Regions from separate parts of the Rattus norvegicus genome. Here region 2 is linked to region 1. The links are chromatin contacts, called in public HiChIP or PLAC-seq maps. All regions are on one chromosome and are shown on one strand. The core of a region is the stretch at or near the end of the contact, and the rest is flanking DNA. Distances in the headings are between cores, read along the strand shown.

Evidence for each region. HiChIP or PLAC-seq counts read pairs in DNA pulled down with a chosen protein or histone mark.
Region 2: an H3K27ac HiChIP or PLAC-seq map of oligodendrocytes shows a contact between it and region 1, with 5 times the contacts expected there. The contact joins the promoter of Kif3c here to the enhancer-like site in region 1. A contact is called at or near these places in 11 of 12 Hi-C or Micro-C datasets (the A7r5 cell line, the Rat2 cell line, Schwann cells and 6 more) and 1 of 1 datasets of contacts at active chromatin or transcription factors (oligodendrocytes).

Annotation. Positions count from the first base shown.
Region 1 is chr6:31,984,463-31,990,515 of GRCr8, forward strand. Rab10 (RAB10, member RAS oncogene family) reads right to left here. Exons shown (of 6, transcript NM_017359.2): 6 at 2,443-4,604. The coding sequence ends at 4,521. Among named protein-coding and RNA genes, the nearest start is that of Garem2, 26 kb to the left of the region's middle. Within about 2 kb of position 2,684, at least 29 of the 93 cell types and tissues checked have an H3K27ac peak or open chromatin away from gene starts, as enhancers often do.
Region 2 is chr6:32,084,039-32,090,091 of GRCr8, forward strand. Kif3c (kinesin family member 3C) reads left to right here and starts at 2,841. Exons shown (of 8, transcript NM_053486.1): 1 at 2,841-4,469. The coding sequence starts at 2,919.

The DNA of each region.
Region 1 (6,053 bases), core at 1,434-3,933:
TTTTCAGAGCTGGGGACCGAACCCAGGGCCTTGCACTTGCTAGGCAAGCGCTCTACCACTGAGCTAAATCCCCAACCCCGACTACTCTATTTTCTAATGAGAGCTAATGAGCATACCAAATTTCCCCATGAAGCAAAAATTCTATCTATAGCAAGTCAGATCATCTTAATTGTGTAAATGTCACCATTTCTGGGTAGTATAGAAATGTCACTGCTATACTCATCCCTGTCTCATAGGTATCCAATGAATGACACACAAGCAATGGGGACAGTATCACATGGTAGCCCAAACCCTTAATGGTGAGAGCCCCTGAGTCTCGCACTACTTCTCTTCCACAGTTAACTGCTCTTACAAATTATAAGCTGTGGGAAGCATGGCCTACCTATGCATCTTGGCTGGAAATCCCACCTTGAATCGGTCCCCAAGCAAAATGTGCTTTTGCTTGCACCCCTCACTCCCCTACAAGTCACACTGGACTAAAGTCAGTCAATTACAAATGCCGAGTCCACCCACAAAGCTGGCACAAGCCGTATCTCTTCACCTTTGGAGCCATTTTTACTACCATTATCCACTACCAATTTTCTGGGGGGTAACTTCAGAAGCCCACCCTAAAAGATCTGAAGAAAAAAAAAAAACCAACACAGCTTTACTTTCTGCCACAAGATGACTTAGACAAACATCAATAGTAACCCAATAAAACTAGGTGACGGGCACTGGAAGTTCCTACACTAAGTAGGGTCATAAGACCTCCTTCTGCTTCACCAGCCCAGCAAACTTTGCCACCATTTAGGCAGGCTCCATTCAATTCTCGATGGCCTGGGCAGTCCACACTCCTTATCCAAGCCACAGAGACAGGTTTTTTGTTTTTTTTTGTGTTATTGTGAGAGTTTTGGGGGGGGGGGCAGGTGGAGTGGAAGAGTTATTAAAGCTGTCTTAAGAATCAGGCCCAGGCTAGCCTCCTGCCTCCTCATCCCAGCTCTGGTATTACATGTGTGAGCCACCACACTGGGCCTGGACATCTTTCCTGACTGCTCTCACCACTGTAACCCCCCACTGCCTATCAGTCCACTTAGTTGGTCTTCTCATAAAAGCTATGTTCGTTTACAATGCCCATCTTTACAACAGTCTGCCAGCATACACACGCTGAGACCCAATGCATGTGCTTCCTAGAGAAACCCCAAAACTGTCTACTTTCAACTCAGCACTTACCTGGCCCTTCTTGCATAAACTCCTAGTTAATAAGCTTATGAAAAAAAACCCTAGAGACAGTGTCTCACATGTAGGCTTGACCCCCTGCCTCTGCCCCAGTAAGATTTAAAGCATGAGTCAATATCCAGCAATTACTTTTTTTTTTTTTTTTGGTTCTTTTTTTTCAGAGCTGGGGACCGAACCCTGGGCCTTGCACTTCCTAGGCAAGCGTTCTACCACTGAGCTAAATCCCCAACCCCCAGCAATTACTTTTTGACACTGGGTCTTGACACTGACAGTCCAGGCTGCCCAGATCTTCCTATAAAAATGAGGCTAGCCCTTACTTTAATTCTTGATCCTTCTGCCTATACCTTCCAAGTGGTAGCTATCAGATTACTTTTGCTTCCTGAGATGGTGGGTTTATGAGCAGAGACCAGATCCTTTTTTCCTACACCAGTTTCAAAGGGACCATAGGCTATCAACCCTAGACATCAGCAGGAATTATGTGGGTTCAGGGAGAAAAGGCAGAGCAGTACTGAAAACACTCTGGTGACTTAGAAACGCGAAACACCCCTATACCGCTCTCTAGCAGAGACAAGCAGCTATCCTCTCTCTACTGACCAGGCTTTAGCACAGGGTTAATTAAGCACTACTTCTTGCCAATGCTTATGTGAGACTGGAAATACTGTTTTCAAGTAAGAGGATGGGCACTGTCTAAACACCGCTGTGCCACCCTTCAGGACTGAGAGCCCACCCGGGTGCCCTTGGCCCTTGGTTCACTGCACTCGTGTGAGAGGACGTGGGCAGTCTTCCTGTCAGAGGATGACTCTGCTCCTTGTAGGTTCTTCCAAGTGCCCCCTATTTTCCATATGCTGATGCTGACAATGTTGTTGTTCTTCTCTCTTTACCTGCTTTGCAGGATGCCGTCCTGCACTGTTGTCAGGAGCAACCCTCCATCTCCAAAAATAAATGAAAACCAAACCACACAGTTGGAAATCAAGTTTGTTTTTATATGAACAGAAGTAGACCATCTAGAAATATTTCAGTTTATTTAAATTGTTAAGTAGAGTATGAAACCGAATTTGTAGCTAGTACCAGAGAATGGACTGAACTGTTGGTGTTTAATGAGAACAGCTTCTACACAGGATCCCAAGAGACTTACAGAAAGGGGACAAAGCCCTAATAGTAAGCAAATAAAACTCAGGTTTCAAACAGATTATACAAAAATTGATTTATACTCCATTTCCCTTTTGGTTTTTTTTTTTTTTTTGATATTCAGAAAGTGCAGATTTAACAAAGGAGGCCATATCTTTTCTCTGTACAGTGCCGATTATAATTATGCAAACAACAAAACTGTCAGTCTGTTAGCCAAAATCCCAGTGTGTATCTCCAAACCTTAAGTCACTGAATTAAGGGTTAAACAAAGTTTAAAGTAAAGAGGCGACCGCCACAATCCAGATAGAGGGAAGCAACACAAACAGCAAAGATCTAACTAACAACAGTAGGTTTAACCTACAAACTTCAAAAGCTTAGACATTGCATTTTTCATAGTGGAAAATCAGGGATTATTTGGCAATGCTGCTTTTTACTAGTAAACAATGATAGAGTCAAGTGAGGGGGACCCTAAGAACCACCAGTGAGGCATATAAAATTGTCTTTAGGGCACTATCTGAAAAGACCATGGGCTCTTTTAGCAGATATGTCCCTATATTGTTTATGTGAGCCAAGAGGTCATTAAAATGCGTGTCACAGACATCTTCTCAATGGTAGCTGCTGTCCTAAACTCAGCCTCTGCTTGAAATGAATCATGCTATTCACAATTATTTCCACAAAGGTATCATCTTAGGATGCTAGCAGCATAGGGAACTTCGCCTACCCTATCCTAATGAGAAGCAATGAAGCCAAACTAGAACAGAGAAAGAAGGATGGGGTCGGACAGAGCCAGAGAGCTCAGCTTTACACGAGAAGCCTTTTGCTGTCCTTTTTCTTTTTTAAAAAATTCACGGTAATAAGTTTTCTGAGAGGATGTAAAGATAGGACTTGAAATTAATAATATTATGATGTATTTCTAAATCTTACAGTAAAGACAATACCGAAAGTGTTCTTCAGAGGCCAAATCTCAATACATTTGGCAAACGCTAAGACCACTCCTCCTTGCTCTTTATGGTCTTTTTAAAACCAGTCTTTCCTGGGCTACTGAACTGCCAGAGGAGTCGCCATAATGGAGACTAGTCACATTCAGGTTAAGAGGCTTATTCTAGGAAAGTGAATAGGATATACACCTAATTAGAGACAAACCACAACACCCTCCAAACACTAGTGCATGCAATAACTCTTCCATTTCATAAACTCCATGGATAGACAGGAGGGGGGAGGGGAACAGAAGGCAAACTGCGGGTCAGGTTTTAGGAGAGAGTAAATGAGGGGCTGACACCGATTAACTGACATCTGATATAGGCAGTTAGAATTTATCTTTCTGTTTACTTAGCAAGGTAAATCAGTGCTTTATGTTAAACTTGACAAACCTTTCATTTTTAAATAACTCATACCAGGAGTAGTGGGGGCAAACAAAGCAGCATGCAGAAAGATGAGACGCAGGGACAGAGTGGCCCAAGGACCTGGTGGCGGGAATCAGTTTAAATATCAAGGCCACTGGGAATGAGACTGGAAATCAAGTATCACTTCTGCATTACCCTTTGTCCTCGGTTAACTACTGTGAAAGATACAGCCAAGCAAACCACAAGCATCTGAACGGGTTTATGTTGGGATGAAATGTCTCCTGCACATGCTTCCACCGAACAAAAAAGAGAAACCAAAGTAGTTCCTTTCCACATAAGGCACAGGACAAAATTAACCCCACGTACTGATTCAGGGGAAATGAATGTTTTCCTGGCTTGTGTTTCTTTGCTATCACATCTATAGGTTATAGGACTCAAGCACATTATTCATGACAGAAAATCCCACTGTTGTACAAAATAAAATTGTTAATTCTAACTTTTATTCTTATACAATTTGCAGAATAGAGTTGAAATGATTGCTGTAGTTAATGTTGATAAGAGCTGGACTATAATACAACAGAAGTGCAGTGGTGAGCTGAGCAAGAACATCTGAAAATGAAGTCGGACATGATTTCTCTATACATTTTTTTTGTTTGAAGAAAATTATAATAGTCCGCAAGCAGTCACAGATGAAAGAACAAATAAAATAGGTGGACTGAATAGTTAAGATGAGGAACAAAAATATCTGTTTAGAGTTAAAAATGGACAGAGTGTTTTATTTTGCAGCAAGAAGAGAAACGGATGGTGGATGGCAACAGATGGACGGGAGAGCGCTCAGCAGCATTTGCTCTTCCAGCCCGTCACACCTCCTCCACTGCTGATATCTACGTTTTCACTGTTGGGTTCTTTTACAGGGGTCTGCAACAATACAAGGAAGCAAGCAACCATGAGAAAACACTGCATAAATGAAAACAGACTAACTGGAGAGAGTCACAGCAGTACCAGGTTAAACAGCAAAAGGCAATTACAGTCACACGAGGAGGTATTCTTGCACTATGCAAAGTCATAATTTGAAAACTGCTTTTTGTGGTCCTTTAGTTGGACTCCTCTGTAAAGTGTGACAGACATCTCCTGAAAACACTTAATAAAGCATCTCAAACCCTCTTTGCCCTGGCCTATGAGTTCTTAGAACAGAAGGACTACTAAGCCAGCTGTGGCAGCACAGGCCTGTAATCCCAGAACGCAGAACAGTAATTCTAGGTCAGTCTGGGCTACACAGCAAGACCTGTGCCTTGTTTTGAAAGGCTGGTGAGAGAGTTCAGCGGGTTAAATGCCTGTTGTAATAAGCTCAGTGACTGAGTTTGTGTGCTCTGCAGCTTCTGCAAACCCTGCCCCCGCCAAATAAAACCTTGCAATTTATAACTTACAAAAAGCCACTGTTAGGCCATGTCTTATATTAGAGACCCCAAGCGCCTTTCTCTGTTCAGATATTTGCCTTTTCAGACTGGTTTGTATCACTGTGCCAAAGCTTTAGAAAGGGCCATCTCAACCACGAGTAGGTGGAAGGGGAGGGACAAAATGAGTTATCTAATTCCTGTGGGCAGGAAACTTGGGACACACCAAAACATTGACTGTTTTACTCTCAGGTGAATTTCTGCACTGTCACTCTACACTTGTCCGACATTATTCTGAACATAAATCTTAGAATATCACAACTAGAACTGTAAAGGCTATGGTGACTGACAACCTAACTTTCATGGAAACAATTTAAAAGGCCTTTGGCAGAACAAGGAAAATACCACAATGTTCTGAAAACCTAGGCAGTCCTCAGAAAGGCTGGTAAACCTGAAGTGAGATTCTTGTCTGGCCTACTCTCGCTGCCTCAAGATAGATCCGTCCCTGTAAATGTTAGGGAGCAAGCTCAATCTACACTAACAGGATGAAGTCCCCCACACCCGTGAGCTTGCCTGATTATGGCCTTTGCTCTTTAGACAGATTTTAAGGAAAACACAAAAAGCAAGTAACAGCTCAAATAAGGCCCACATCAAGAAAACACAACAAGAACTCACTTTCTCCAGGAACTTACAGCTCCTGGGTAAGTGGGATTCAAATTTATTCATGGCCTCTCACAATCTGTCTTTCTCTAACTTAACTGAGGTCAGTTCAGCCAGGAAAGAGACTCTAACCCAACAGAAAAGGAAACAAGAGCTTCTTTAAATTTGTGAAGATTATTATTATTATTTTCTTACTTTGAGACAGGGTCTCACTCTGTATGTAGGTTTGGCTGACTTGGAACTCACTATGTAGACCCAGTTAGCCTTTCGTAGAAATCCACATACATGGGGGGGGGGGGGTGGTGGTGGTGGT
Region 2 (6,053 bases), core at 1,591-4,090, 100 kb after region 1:
GCCTGAGGAGCTGAATTGTGGTCCCCAGTTATCCCTGCACTGGGGTTGGGGAAGGCGAAATAAAGACAGGGAGAGCCTTAGGGCTCAGTGGCCAGCCACTTACCCAACCAGTGCATTCCACAGACAGTGAGAAACTAACACACACACACACACACACACACACACACACACACACACACACACAAAGAAACCCTAAACAAACAAAAACCAAAACCAAATGAACTCAAGGGACTCTGGAGAGATGGCTCAGGGGTCAAGAGCATGCATTTCTCTTATAGAGGACGCTGGTTTGGTTCCCCAGTACGCACATGGCAGGTCACGACTACCTACAACTCTCCTTCCAAGGGATCCAACATCCACTTCTGATCTTTGCAGGCACCAGGAACACACATGGGATATAAACGTACATAAAGTTGGCAAAACACATAAAATAAAAATTAAAAATCTCTGTGTAGCCCTGGCTATCCTGGAACGATTTGTAGACCAGGCTGGCCTTGAACTCAGAGATCTGCCTGATCCTGCCTTCCAAAGGGCTAAGATTAAAGTCATTCATCACTGCACCTGGCTAAGATAATTTTTTTCCCCAATGAGGTCAGTTTCTGGCCTACAGAGACATCCAAATGCACATGCATATGCATGCGTGTACACGCCCACGAAAACACCTAAGTGTAACACCTAAGTATACACATGCCCCATTCACGAACTGGAATGCTAGGCCTAAGTTTTACTTTATGTAAATTCCATCCTTTTTTCTGCTATGGAAGCAAACCAGTCAGAAAAAGCTCTGGTTGTTTCGGGTTTTTTGTTTGTTTTTTTTGTTTTTAAGATTAATCTATTTTTACATGCTGTCTTCAGACACACCAGAAGAGGGCATCAGATCCCATTACAGATGCTGTGAGCCACCATGTGGTTATTGGGACTAGAACTCAGGACCTCAGGAAGAGCAGTCAGTGCTCTTAACCTCTGAGCCGTCTCCAGTCCAAAAGCTTCTGATTTAATTTGCTCCTCTATTTCTGTGATAAAACATTACCTGCCAAGAACAACTTGGGGAGGAAAGGGTTTATTTGCCCTACAAGGTTCAGTCACCATCAAGGGCGGACCTCAAGGTAGGAGCTTGAAGTAGCAATCCTGGAGAGACACTATTTACTGGCTGGTTTCCGGACTCACGTTAGGCCATCTTTCTACCCAATACTACCTGCCCGGGGGCGCACCTCCCACAGTGGGCTGGGCTCTGTCCTCCATCAATTAGCTATCAAGAATATACCCCACAGACCAATCAAATGCAGGCAATTTCTCAGTTGAGATTTCCTTTTCCCAGGCATCTCTAGTTTGTGTTGACAAAAATTAACCAGCACAGTTTCGTAGATGACAAAATGCTTGTGTTGCCCAAGTGGCAGAACAGTAGAGGAAGAAATGTAACAGGATCTCTGGGCAAAGGGATTAAGGGTGCAATATGGCAGAGTCAGTTCTATTACAGCCTGTGGACTCCTTAAGAAGGATCCAGCTCCTAGAGTAGTCCCAGGGCTCCGCGGGAGCTAGAAAAGTGTGTCAGCATGGTTATTAGGAGTATAGACTGAATCAGAGTAGTGAAGGCCGGCTGGGAGATCAGAAGACGAACAGGCCTTCGAGGGATATGGAAGGTCATGGAGAAGAGGTTAGAGCCAGAGGCCATGTACAGACATGAGAGGTGATATCAGTTAACTGTGCTTCCAGCAGAGCGTTAAAAGGAAGGCCAGAAGTAAACCAGAATAGGGAGAGGAAAAGACAGAGCCCAAAAATATTTAGGAGTTAAGCTCTAGTAGGCCTGGTGATACCCTGAGGAATAGAGGACAGTGACATGTCCCCATCTGCAAGCAAAATGGCTGGAGCAGTGAGAAACCGAGAATGGCGGTTGCAGAGAGAACACGCGTGGGTGGTGCAGCCTCAGCAGACACACTCAGGGGTTGCATGTGGGAGGAGGGGCTCCCAGACTTGAGGACTGGAGAAAGCATTAGCAACCTGACAGAACCCGGTTAACAAAGGAAGGACTACATCTCCCAGCATGCTCGGGTTCGGTGGGGTGACGGCTGGCGGTGGCTGCGCCGCATCCGACTGGTGGGCGCGGGACCTGGGTGGGCACCAGACCCTGTCATCCCTGAGAGGTCGGCGGGGTGCCGGCGGCGATGCACCGCTGTCCCTCGCCCAAGGGCCGCGCTGGGCTCCTGTTCCCCGCCCCGCGGCCCCGCCCCTTGCCCCACCCCAGCCGGGAGACCTAACCCGGGCCGCAGCGCAGCGGCCGCAGCAACATCTGTCTCGCCGCCGCTGCTCCGCCCCATCCCCTTCTGTTTTTCTCTCATTCTCCGGTGGTGGCGGCGGCGGGGAAGGCGAAGGAGAGGCAACAGCAGCCAGCTGTGGCTGCAATGAATGATCCCCCAGCCGGAGGGGAGGACTCCAGGTGAGCCTCTGACCTCGGGAGGACCGGGATCCCCCGGCCGCCCAGGACTCGCATCCCCTGCCATGGATCCCTAGGGGAAGGGAGAAAGGAGGAGGAAAAGACATCTCTGCCGCCCACCCCCATCTCATTTTCCTCTTCCTTTATCTCATTGTTGCCGAAGCTGTTTACCGTAGCTCTCTCTCTTGCTCCAGCATGGGGTGGGTTCCAGGCACTGCCCTTCGGCAGGAGCAGCTTGCTCGGTTGCCTGGGGATTCTGCCTAATTCTACCTCTCCAGCAGTGCATAGAAAGCCGTAGAGAGCTGTGGAGGCCTGGACTGCAGCAGTCTCGGGGCCAACTCCCTGCATCCCCACCCTGGTAGGCTGCATGCGGATTGAAGAGCGGTGCCTGGGGGCTGGGCCAGCCCGACTGATCCCGACTTAGGAGTAAGGGCAGGAGGACCGCCCAGGCTGCAGAGCGGCCCACCTGGAAGGACAGAGCTGCAAGATGGCCAGTAAGACCAAGGCCAGCGAGGCCCTGAAGGTGGTGGCCCGGTGCCGCCCCCTCAGTAGGAAGGAGGAGGCTGCTGGTCATGAGCAGATTCTGACCATGGACGTGAAACTGGGCCAGGTGACTCTGCGAAACCCCCGCGCGGCACCCGGGGAGCTGCCCAAGACCTTCACTTTTGATGCTGTGTATGACGCTAGCTCCAAGCAGGCCGACCTGTATGATGAAACGGTGAGGCCCCTGATAGACTCGGTGCTTCAGGGTTTCAATGGCACCGTATTTGCCTATGGCCAGACTGGCACTGGCAAGACCTACACCATGCAGGGGACCTGGGTGGAGCCAGAGCTCCGCGGGGTTATCCCCAATGCCTTTGAGCACATCTTCACCCACATTTCCCGCTCCCAGAACCAGCAGTACCTGGTTCGTGCCTCCTACTTGGAGATCTACCAGGAGGAGATTCGAGACCTGCTATCCAAGGAGCCAGGCAAAAGGCTAGAACTGAAGGAGAATCCTGAAACAGGGGTCTACATCAAGGACCTCTCTTCCTTTGTCACCAAGAATGTCAAGGAGATTGAACACGTGATGAACCTGGGGAACCAAGCCCGGGCAGTAGGCAGCACCCACATGAATGAGGTCAGCTCCCGGTCCCATGCCATCTTTGTTATCACAGTGGAGTGCAGTGAGCGTGGCTCCGATGGACAGGACCATATCCGAGTAGGCAAGCTCAACCTGGTAGACCTGGCCGGCAGTGAGAGGCAGAACAAGGCAGGTCCCAACACACCTGGAGGGCCAGCCACACAGTCAACAGCTGGTGGTGGCGGCGGAGGTGGCGGCACTAGTGGTTCTGGCAGTAGTGGAGAGAGGCCTAAGGAAGCTTCTAAAATCAATCTTTCACTGTCCGCCCTGGGCAATGTGATTGCTGCTTTGGCTGGCAACAGGAGCACCCACATCCCCTACCGGGACTCCAAGCTGACCCGGCTGCTCCAAGACTCATTGGGGGGCAATGCCAAGACCATCATGGTGGCCACACTGGGTCCAGCTTCTCATAGCTACGACGAGAGCCTCTCCACCCTGCGCTTTGCGAACCGAGCCAAGAACATCAAGAACAAACCGCGGGTGAACGAGGACCCCAAGGACACGCTGCTTAGGGAATTCCAGGAAGAGATCGCCCGCTTGAAGGCCCAGCTTGAGAAGAAGGGGATGCTGGGAAAGCGACCTCGGAGAAAGAGCAGTCGCAGAAAGAAGGCCGTGTCTGCTCCGGCCGGCTATCCAGAGGGGGCCGTAATTGAGGCTTGGGTGGCTGAAGAGGAAGATGATAACAACAATAATCACCGCCCACCCCAGCCCACCCTGGAGGCCGCTTTGGAGAAAAACATGGAGAATTACCTGCAGGAACAGAAAGAGCGGCTGGAGGAGGAGAAGGCGGCCATCCAGGATGACCGCAGCCTCGTGAGTGAGGAGAAGCAGAAGCTTCTAGAAGAGAAGGAGAAGATGCTGGAGGATCTGAGGCGGGAGCAGCAGGCCACAGAGCTGCTTGCAGCCAAGTACAAGGTAAGGTCCCCAGAGGATGAGAGATGTCCCCACAAGGACTTTGATTGGTAGATTTTCATTTGAGGGTCTGTGAGTTGGCCTGAACTGGGGTATCCCACCTCAGGACCACACACTGACGACTGTCCCAGAGCAGCTAAGCAAAGTACCATGATACTAGCTAGCCAAATGCACTTACATACATGCATACACACCAAGCAAAATGGGCAGGTGTCTTAGACCAATGGACTTGAGATGAGATGGTCTGCCGCTGTCCATCTTTGCAAATGGCCTCAGGATTGGTCAGGTCTATGAGAAGCCATGCAGGATTCTCCTCTCGTGAGTGCGGCTTCTCACTTCTGCATGGTCTCCTCTACTGATACTTTTCCCCCCTCTGCAGTGTCTTCAGACCTCATATCATATTAATAGTATCTGACATTTGGATAACACATCACCATTTACAAAGAACCCCATTTTTATATCATCTTGTCTCATCTTCACAGGAGCCGTTCCAAAGACTGGCTTTTAAAGCCTCATCTTACAGATGAGGACTTAAGGCTCAGAAAGGGCCAGGACCTTCAGAGTAGCTGGGCTGAGCTGGTACCTGCAGACTTCATGCTTTTAGTCTTCAGTAGCAAGGACTGGGAATCCTGCTTACTATGGAAATAACCCAGTGGATGGCGCAGTGCCAGGCCTACCCCTTGGTGTCATCATTAAGGAGACTCAGAGTGTCATGTAGGAGGTAGGATGGAGAAGTGGGCTTTATCCCCCAGACCTAGAGTCTGGGCCTCTTAGGCTCAGGCCCATCAAGTGGCTGACTGACTGGGGGTTTCTCTTTTCCTCCTACTTCCTTTGACGTTTTTATAAATAGGATGTTAGCCTGGGGGGGGGGTTGCCCAGGTTCTACTAATCATCTGAGGGGGCAAAAAAGAAAGAAAAAGCAATAGCTTACACAATGAAGCCTCTTGTCAACGATGTCTAATTCCCTATTGTCCTGAGAGATGTCAGGGCTTCTGCATCCTTCCTGAGCTGTCCACTTCCCAGAGAACCTCTGGCCCTATGTGGAAATAAGTTACTGAGTCAATTATAGACCTGTTAAATCCACCCCTCCTTCTTCTTTGGAATCTCATGTAGTCTAAGCTGGCCTAGAACTCTATGTCGATGAGGATGACCTTGAACTAATTATCTTCCTGCCTCCATCTCCTGATTGCTAGGATTACAGGCCAGTGCCGCCACCATACTTGTTTTTATGCACAGTTGGAGATCAACCCTGGAGTTTAGTGCATGCTGGACAAGCACTCTACCAGCTGAGCTCCATCCCTAGCTGCCTGTTAAATTTCAGTGCTGCAGATGTCACAACCCAGTGTCCCAGGCATTTCCGGCTCCCTGGAGCCTTCCACACTGGTGTTGGAGGAAAAATATGAAGAACCATGAACTTGCTGGGAAGATCAAACATTTCTTATTTATTCATAGGATGTGGGCTAGGAATGGGGAGGCCCAGCCCACAGCCAGTGGGAGAGTGACAGCTGGATCTCTGTGCATTGTCTCTGTACTGGGAATGTGCTGCTGCACCAGGGGCTGTGGCCTGGCATGTTTAATATTTAATTC